2 separate regions of the Sus scrofa genome follow, and region 1 is linked to region 2. The links are chromatin contacts, called in public HiChIP or PLAC-seq maps. All regions are on one chromosome and are shown on one strand. The core of a region is the stretch at or near the end of the contact, and the rest is flanking DNA. Distances in the headings are between cores, read along the strand shown.

Region 1 (4,431 bases), core at 1,812-4,311, 100 kb after region 2:
CAGACGCTTATTCATCACGGAACTTTCCTCCTCTCTGTCCTCAACAATGGTGGAACTGGGGGTGGGCAGCAGTGGGAGTTGCTGTGAAGATCAAATAAGATAATGGATGTGAATTATGTACTTGGGGGTCCGAGAGCTCATTTCCAACCATATTTTGTAACTTATTCACTTACGTCATCTGCCCAAGTGCCTTCCTTTCTGAGCCTCTGTTTCATCATCTGAAAAAGACGCTGCTACTAAAACCAAACCCAACCCAGATAAATGCCACCAGTGAGAAAACCATTGGACTGGACTCTTTCGAAAGTCCTCTCCAGCTAGATCATAGAATGACCTCAATAAAAATTTCCCAGAAAATAGGTTCAATGAAAATGTCGCCCTAAAGTCAAATCAAACACCCACCGGCTTGTGGACAGTCTGAGCACATCTGTGTAGGGAATGACACTGATACATTCATGATTCTAGAGGCTAAACTCCCCTTCACACCTTACCCACCTACAAAGGAAGGGCAGAGGACAGGTCAGCAGACCTCCTGGCCCTGAGCTCTGAGAGTGACCCTGGGCCACCCTGGGCCTGAGTTTCCTTTTCATCAACCAACCAAAGGGCTTGGGCTCCGTGTTCTCTCAGGCAGTTTTCAGTTGCAAAGCCTGTGAGTCTAACTTCTTTGAGTCCCACTTCTTACAAGTGCTGGGCACAGGGAGTCAGGCTGGGCTCCTATGTGCAGGAGACGTGTCTTGTCGGAGCAGATGGAGTGTGTCTATCATGGCAGCGGCGTCACCAGTCTGGTCACTTCAGATGTCTCTCCAATTAACACTCCTGGCGGCAGCCAACTGCTCAGGCAGCAGAACATGCTGGTGGGGAAGATGGCGGGAACTCCTGGGCCCGCTGCCACGCCTATTATCCAAGCTGGGGAGTGGGAGGGTCCGGCCAGACTTAGGGGTGTGTGGGAGGTGGGAGGAGGGGTGGATAAAAATGGGAGGTGGAATGCGTGCGGGGAGATTTCTTTAGCTGTCGAGTCCTAGAAAGTCAGGGATGGAGAATGCTTATCTTGTCACAGCCCTTACTCTCATCTTCGATTTCACTTCCTTCTATACTTCCGTCCTACCTGACCTGGATTGGGACATCTTCCTCTCTTTTTCTTGCTTCCTGAGTGATCTCCCTGCCTTCTATTTCTTTTTCTCTTCAAACTGGGCCCTGTAAGACAGACAGAGGGAGGGTTTTTTTGGTTTTTTTTTTTTTTTTTCTTTTCTTTTTAGGCCCACACTTGCGGCATATGGAAGTTCCCAGGCTAGGGGTGCAATTGGATCTCTAGCCACTGGCCTATATATACCACAGCCACAGCAACTCGGGATCCGAGCCGTGTCTGCGACCTACACCACAGCTCATGGCAACACTGGATTCTTAACCCACTGAGCGAGACCAGGGATCAAATCCACATCCTTGTGGATGATAAGGAGGCCAGGGACTGAACCCACATCCTCTTGGATCCTAGTTGGGTTTGCTAAGCGCTGAGCCATGAAGGGAACTCCAGAGGGAGATTTCTAAAACGCAAATGTGACCATCTTATTCTTCTACATTTCCAGCATTTCCCATTGCCTTCAGGAAAAAACAAAAACAAAAAACAAAGAACAATAAAACATAGTAACTCCAGAATCTGAAATATACAAAGCCTGAGGGCCCTGGAGATCTGATTTGCTTCTTCTCTTGTCTTCTCTGCCCTTCTCACCCCCAGTTTCTTGTCCTTGGTTAATTACTTGAAATTCTCCAAACTCTCCTATTTCCGTGTTCTTCTCTCCGCATCCCGCCCACAGCTTGGTGCTCAGCCTTGAAAATTCAACGTGGCGGTCACTTCTTCTGGGACACACTGTAGGACCAGCCTCTCTGCAGCCACATCACCGCAAGGTGACTGCTACTTGACCATTGAGGTGATTATTTTTCAACATCACACTGCCTCACTACCCTGTGAACTTTCCGAGAGATGGGAACGCATCGCAGCCATTGCCTTTATGGAGGCAGAACTGCCTTTGACATCAGCGACCCTACTGACCTCTGAGTTAATTTCACCCATGTGGCCATTCCTTGGGCTGTGACCTTGGTCAAGGAGAACCACTTCACCTGAAAGCAGGTATGTGGTAAATGTGGGGTGAGTGAGTGTAAGTCCCCTATATTTCACAGAGGAGGAAACAGGCCCAGAAAAAAGAGGTGACCCACTGGAACTCTCACAGAGGGAGGGTCCAGGGACTTCTCCATTCCTGGTCCAAAGCTGATCCCACTAACCCACATGCTCAGAGAGTCCCAAGGCAACCCACCTCTTGTGGGAGAGGGCAGCAGAGGGTCCTCCCTGGGTGGTGTGTGTGCACATAAGGGAGGTCCCCAACTTCAGCTGGGCTTGCCACATCTCCAGGCAATCATGGAATTCCTGGATGTGAGGGCTGGGTATTGAGCGATGAGCAACCGTGCAGTCAGGCTGGCACATGGGAGAGCAAAATCATCTAAAAGAGGAAGCCTGGAGACTTGGCAGCAGTGGGAGGTGTTTAGAGTAAAAAGAAGTGGCCCTTAGCCGCCATCCATACTGACTCAGGTGTGCCTGTTACCTGTGGGTCTTACTGGCCAGGCCGGCGCATAGGGCCACCCAGAGCCTTCGTCCCCCGAGCACATTGAAAATCCCTGTCTGTGTTGTTCTTGGGAGGGAAGGTTTGGCTTGGAGTAGTTTTTCCTGAAAAATCAAAACAACTCCTCAGAGTGGGCCCAGCTTCCAGGGGCCGCCTGAGAGCCGGGCACACTTCCCTTGGCTGGGGTGTGAGTGTACCGGTTTCTGGAGTGGAGGGGGCATCTGAGGGTCACGCAGCGGGGAATCCAAACCTCTGAGCCTGATTTACAGCTCAGGGCCTCCACTCTCCTCCCCACCAGCCCACATAAACCCCCCCAATTTCCTCCTCTGCGCGCCAGCACGCCTCAGAGCTGGGAAATGGGATCTCACCAGTGGCTTTTTCTGGGCTTATGTATGGATTCTTTCCTGAGAGGATGGCAGAGGGGAGCAGAAGTGGTTCTTCAAAATGTGAGCAGGAGAGCGTCATGGTGAGTCAGAGAAGGACAAGCCTGAGACAGCTTGGAGATCAGCCAGCTCAGAGCTCCTATTTGCCTTCTTTCTTTCCTTTTCTACTCTTTATTTCCCCCTTTCCTTTTCCTTTTTTTTTTTTTTTTTCTTGTGGCTTCCACACAAAATCTTATATGGATTGCCAATGGATTAAACTTCAAAATGGAAGTGCTCCAGGCATTCCCTGGCGGGGCAGTGGGTTACAGATCTGGCATTGTCACGGCTGTGGTGAGGGCTGCAGCTGTGGTGCAGGTTCGATCCCTGGCCGGGGAAATTCTGCATACTGTGGGTATGACCAAAAAAAAAAAAAAAAAAGGCAGCATTCCAGGCAATTGTGTGTTAGGAGCTTCTGGCCTCCCCTTCTGAGCTTCCCTCTTCTCTGACCCTTATAGAGACTCATGAGGCCCCTCCTCAGATCACTGGACTTCACAGACAGCAGCTTGGAAACCTCTGCTGTGATCCAACTCCCTTATTTCACACAGGAGGTTACGAAGGCCCAAGGAGGCTATGGAGCTATTAAAGGCCAAACAGGGATTTAGTGATGGAGTTGGGCTCTCCCAGGCCCCCTCCTGGCTTTCCAGCCTCTTTCCAGTAACTTGTACAAGATTCCATGGAGACCTTGTAAAGGCTTAGCCTGGCCCTGGTTTCTGTGGTGCATAAATCTTATTTTCATTAAGGAAAAAAACCAATTAGAACTGAAGAAGCCCTGGGTCAGTAACTCTGGGAAATAAGCACCAAGTCAGCATGGCTTCTTGACCCCTTTGGCTCTGGTACTGGGATTCCTCTGCCTTTATTTAGAACCTGGGTTCAATCTGGCCTTCCTTGGCCTGAGGCCCTTGACACCTCAAGCTCTGGGGCCTGAAATTCTGTGACTATCCCTATCTCTGCCCCAAGCTTGTGTCTTTTCCCCTGCCAAGGGGTTAGGTCCTGCCCATTTCTAGCCCCAGAGATCCCTTTTATGGCCCCACTTATGGAGGCCAAGCCAGGACCCCGGCCTGCCCTGGCTGTGTCCAGCTGCCCTTTCAGAAGGCCAGCATCAGAATAAGATCCCTGACAGCCTGCTGTTCCGGGGCAGGGAAACCAAGCCGCTTCCTTCCTGAAGGCCTGGAGTCTGAAGGCACAAGAAGCTGAAGCATTAGCATTTTGCCTGTTCTCTTCCACACCCTTCCTCCTCCACAGCAACCCTAAACTGGCCCTTCATATCCTCAGCCTCCTGGACCCCTCCCAGTAGTGCCTAGGCCCAGGCCTGAGGGCTTTTCTGCAGCCCAGGAACAGAGTCAGGCTGGCCTCTAGGCCTAAGGCTTCTACAGCCACAGACCAACTCCACCAAACCCTGA
Region 2 (4,493 bases), core at 1,171-3,670:
AAGGGCAGTGACCTCCCAGGTGACCTTCCTGAACAAGAGCTAGTTTGAGTCAACGTACAGCTCTGAATGAATGGAAAACCCATTTTCAGATTTCAAAAGGGCTGCTAAAGCATTTAGCTCTGTACTAGAGCGATACATAAATGAATATAACAAACTGGATGCCTCTTCTGCAGCTGTTTCAGTAAGGATGCCAAGTTTTCCCATCCTTGCAGCTCCTGGCAGCTTACCCCTTTTCTAATGTATCACACCTTCTTCCATCTTACAAGTATTTTTGCTGCTCTTGCGATTCCCCACCCCAAAACAAAACTCAACCCTTTTAGAATTCTTGTGGGCCTGTGGGATGGATAGGAGATCTGCTTGAATTCGAAATGGTCGTAACTTCGCCTTGTATGTAGAACAAAAGTGGAAAACCAGATTCTGTGTTTGTCTCAAAACTGAAATTCCAAAGCCTAACCTGAAATGAAGAAGCAGATGCTACTGTGCAGTGAAATGTCTGGGTTCCCTTCAAAGGAATGCAGCGAGGAAATTACCTTCAGACGCCTATTTTAGGAGTTTACATTTTAGCTCTTTCTTCTGATTCTTAACATCAGCAATGAGCTAATACTTTAGGAAAGTGCAGTAGATTATAATTCAGTGGACATCAAATAATGTTCAGGAGCAGTCTGTCTTCATTGTTAGTGAGATCTTGTAGGTATCTCAGCTAGTAGCCTCAGGCTCACAGGATGTCAGAACCAAAGAGTGCACTGGAAGTCATGTGGTCAACCCCTTCACTGAATGAATGGGCGACAACAACAACCCAGCAAAGGAAAAACTTAGTCAAGATACCATGACCAAGTTCATGGTTTTCTGTACTGAAATCTAAATTTCATGGCTTCTAATCAGTGCTCTTTCTGTTTTTCTAGTACATCTACTGATGCTTTTTTGTGAATAATAATATAGAATGTGTGTAATCTAACAGAACTATTTGTAAATATAAATAGGCATCCTCGTTTTAATAATTTTCAAGTTCTTCTGAGTGCTACACTAGTTTCTACTGTTATTTTCTCTCTTGAGCTATTTCTTCCTTTATGTCTAAGCAAATGCCAGGGTTTTGTAGTTCCATGGCAGTTGGACAGATGTTGCACTAAAGCTAAAATTTAAGGTAGAATAAGAACTATTCACTTTTTTATCTTAAGAGAAATTCATGTGTGTTTACACACACACACACACACACACACACACACATGAAAGGCAGCTTGGTGGAGTGGAAGTTGTGTAGATTTTGTAATTCTACAGTTTAGAGTTTGTACTGTTTTCTGGCAGCATGACCTTGGGCAAATTTTTTACATTTCTTGGTCTGTTAATTCAAATTTTAAAAAGTGTGGGAGGGGTTAAGTTTCTTCCTTGCAGTATTACTACTGGATTACATATTTGAAAGACCTGACTCCTTGTAAACACTTAATACATGCCAGCTTCTTTCCTAGCCTTGTATGGTCAGCATCTATTTTGTAGGTTGTAGGAAGAAAAGATAATTTTCCATGAAGATAATTGTCTGATAATTATCGTGAGAATTCAGTTGAAGCTAATTTAAGAATTTGTTTTCTTTCTTCTCTAAAGAGTTGCAACACATATGTTATTTCTATATGGGTATAACTTATGAAAGTTTTGCCGTCTCTATTATTCCTGTATGACTTTATTTGATTACTTTGGTTTTAAGATTTCAACAACATTTTTAAAACTATGTACTGAATATCTATAATATGCCTCGCTGTAGAGGCTACAAAGACCCACACAGCAAGGTCTACCTTCTGGGAATTTGTAATAGGAAGGAAAAATATTAATTTGTTTACAAAAGCATAAAAGTTGAATTTGAACAGGGTTGTAATAGAAATATAAAATGGGGTGAGAAAGGGACCTATGCTAACTAGGTGATTAGGAGTACTGTGTAGAGGAGGTGGGAACTGGGTATTAAAGACTGAGTAGATTCTTTGACAGATAATGTTGGTTGGAAAGGAGGAGAAAGATTGAAGAACTTGAGGGGAGATTAGAGGCAGAAAAGTTAAACATGTGGATGGTGAGCATCCAGCCAGTGAGGAAGGAATATAAAAAGACAAAAGTATAAAACAAAGGTAGAAGGATCATTTATGACTGGCTCATGGGGGTCCTGAATGCTGTACTCACCTCTGGGGGTCAACAGGAAAGTTTGTGAGCCATGAAATCCCATGATCAAACCTGTCTTTTAAGCAATTAACTCTGCCAGCCATCAATTTAAAAGCCTACAGAGATTAAATTGTATATATGTATGTATAATCTTTGGCCATCTTATCTGAAAAAGAAGCCTGATGCCCTTGAAGCTTGAAGCAGAGTCAAGGTTTCAAAAGGTTACATAGAGTCTGTGACTTCAACTACACACGCAAAGTCCACAAGGTTTGAGTTATTTTCGCTGTTATGTAATAGGGTTGGTTTTGTTTTTAGCAGAGTCTCCCAAGGAAGTGTGGCAAGCACATTTCTAAAGCCCTCACATTAAACACTGTTAGCAATAAATCATTGCTTCTGTGTTAAAGTTCAAAAATTTTCCCTTGTGAAACTTCTCTACTCTACTCCCCGGTATGTTTTACTCTCCTATAAATTTGTGTGTGCGTGTGTGTGTGTGCAATAGAGTAAAAATCAGAAGAGACTCAAGTTGAAAATTTCAAGTTCTTTTGAGTCAAATGTTTATCACTAAAATAGTGGAAGTTACGAAATATGTTGGAAGTTATCTATCACTAAAATGTCGATAAAATACAAAAGTATGTGTGTATCTTTTTGTTTACAGCTGTCTGAATCTAGGTGCACTAATTGGGATAAAAGATGAAAAGCAGTTCTCAAAAGTTCACGTAGAATATTCTTCCCAAAAAAACCTACTTCGTTCTTTTTTTGTATTTTCATCTCCCCAAGATACCCCACTCCTTAGCATATCCCAACTGAAATTTCCTTCATCTGGTCAGTTTACGTATTAGAAGGTGCTAAACTGAGAAATTGTCTTCTCTGTTTCAGATATATGGAAGCTCAATGAAAAGGATACACATTTTCATTTTCAATGTTTTGAATAATCCTTTTTATTATATATAATTGTATTGTCAACTACAGTAAGCCAGGACCATTTAGCTCAGTGTGCCACTGAAATGCTTCATAAAATTAAAATCTAACAGTTTATAATTTACTTATATTTTTACCTTTGGCTTTTATGAGAACTCGGTTTAAGAAACTTGTGTAAGAAAAGTTATCTTAGTATTTTTTGTGAAAGTGTTGTTGAAGATGTTTTCTACTATGTTATTCTTTAAATGTGCAAGGTAATCTTCTCTAAGAATTCAGTTCTAGATTTCTTTAATATAATTTTTATATTAAATTCCTTCTTTGTCCTGGCCACCAGGAAGCTTAAACCTAAATTTAATGCTGTGCTACAGTAACTATCTTTTTTTAGGTTTCTGTACAGTTCTCTCCTCCATTCTTCTTCGTAGTCTCTGATTTTTTTTTCAGATTTTAATTGCAGCAATCGTAATGGATTTGACTTTTACATGTAATTCAAGTCAAATTCTTTTTTGAACATGTATATTTAAAATAAATGAAGCAAATGGTTGAAAAGAAACACACTTTAAAAACTGGCTCTCAGTTATAGCTAAACATTAGAGTTACCTGGGTGCTTTTAAAATTCTGATACACAGGCAGCAACCCAGACTGAATATCTGGAGGTGGGTCCTAGGCATCAGTGTGTGTGTGCGTCTGTGTGTGTGTGTGTGTGTCTTTTGCACCTGCCGCATATGGGGGTCCCCAGGCTAGGGGTCTAATCAGAGCTGTTGCTGCCGGCCTACACCACAGCCACAACAATGCCAGATTCTTAACCCACTGAGAGAAGCCAGGGATTGAGCCTGCAATCTCATGGTTCCTAATTGGATTCGTTTCTGCTGTGCCACAACAGAAACTCCTGGATTTTTTAATTGTGATTAAATTTTTTAATTGTGATTCCATCGTGGGGAATTATTGTTTTACATCTTTTTTATTAGGATATTCAACATTTTTTTATAGACACATTTTTGGAAAGACAAGGACATTTCAAATCACCTGTCATTCCATAATTCACTATTTAATTACTATAAACATTTTGGAATAGCTTACCTGCTAATCTTTTTCTTTAAAAAAAAAAATTGCAGTCATATTAGAGTTACCTTGTGGCTCAGTGGGTTAAGGATTCAGCATTGTCACTATTGCAGCTTGAGTCACTGCTGTGGTGTGGATTTGATCCCTGACCTGGGAATTTCTGCATGCTGTGGGTGTGGCCAAAAAGAAAAAAACTGCAATCAAATAAATTACATATATAAATAATCCTAGGTTTATGTATTATATAAAATTTATGCTTATATATTGGATATCTATTTATGTGTTTCTTAATATAATATGTGTGTGTAGCTTTATTCCAAATCACTTTTATTTCCAGGCACATTTTTCCCAAAAGTATACTCTAAGAATTTAATTTT

What was found. HiChIP or PLAC-seq counts read pairs in DNA pulled down with a chosen protein or histone mark.
Region 1: a contact with region 2 is called in an H3K27ac HiChIP or PLAC-seq map of alveolar macrophages. The contact joins two enhancer-like sites. A contact is called at or near these places in 3 of 47 Hi-C or Micro-C datasets (alveolar macrophages, embryonic fibroblasts and fetal skeletal muscle) and 2 of 2 datasets of contacts at active chromatin or transcription factors (alveolar macrophages and skeletal muscle).

What each region holds. Positions count from the first base shown.
Region 1 is chr13:126,510,205-126,514,635 of Sscrofa11.1, forward strand. No RefSeq gene overlaps it. Among named protein-coding and RNA genes, the nearest start is that of TPRG1, 18 kb to the right of the region's middle. Within about 2 kb of position 3,062, at least 14 of the 83 cell types and tissues checked have an H3K27ac peak or open chromatin away from gene starts, as enhancers often do. A contact at or near this core is called in alveolar macrophages, where this site is marked.
Region 2 is chr13:126,408,366-126,412,858 of Sscrofa11.1, forward strand. The region is part of intron 8 of LPP (lipoma-preferred partner); the gene reads left to right. Among named protein-coding and RNA genes, the nearest start is that of TPRG1, 120 kb to the right of the region's middle. Within about 2 kb of position 2,421, at least 11 of the 83 cell types and tissues checked have an H3K27ac peak or open chromatin away from gene starts, as enhancers often do. A contact at or near this core is called in alveolar macrophages, where this site is marked.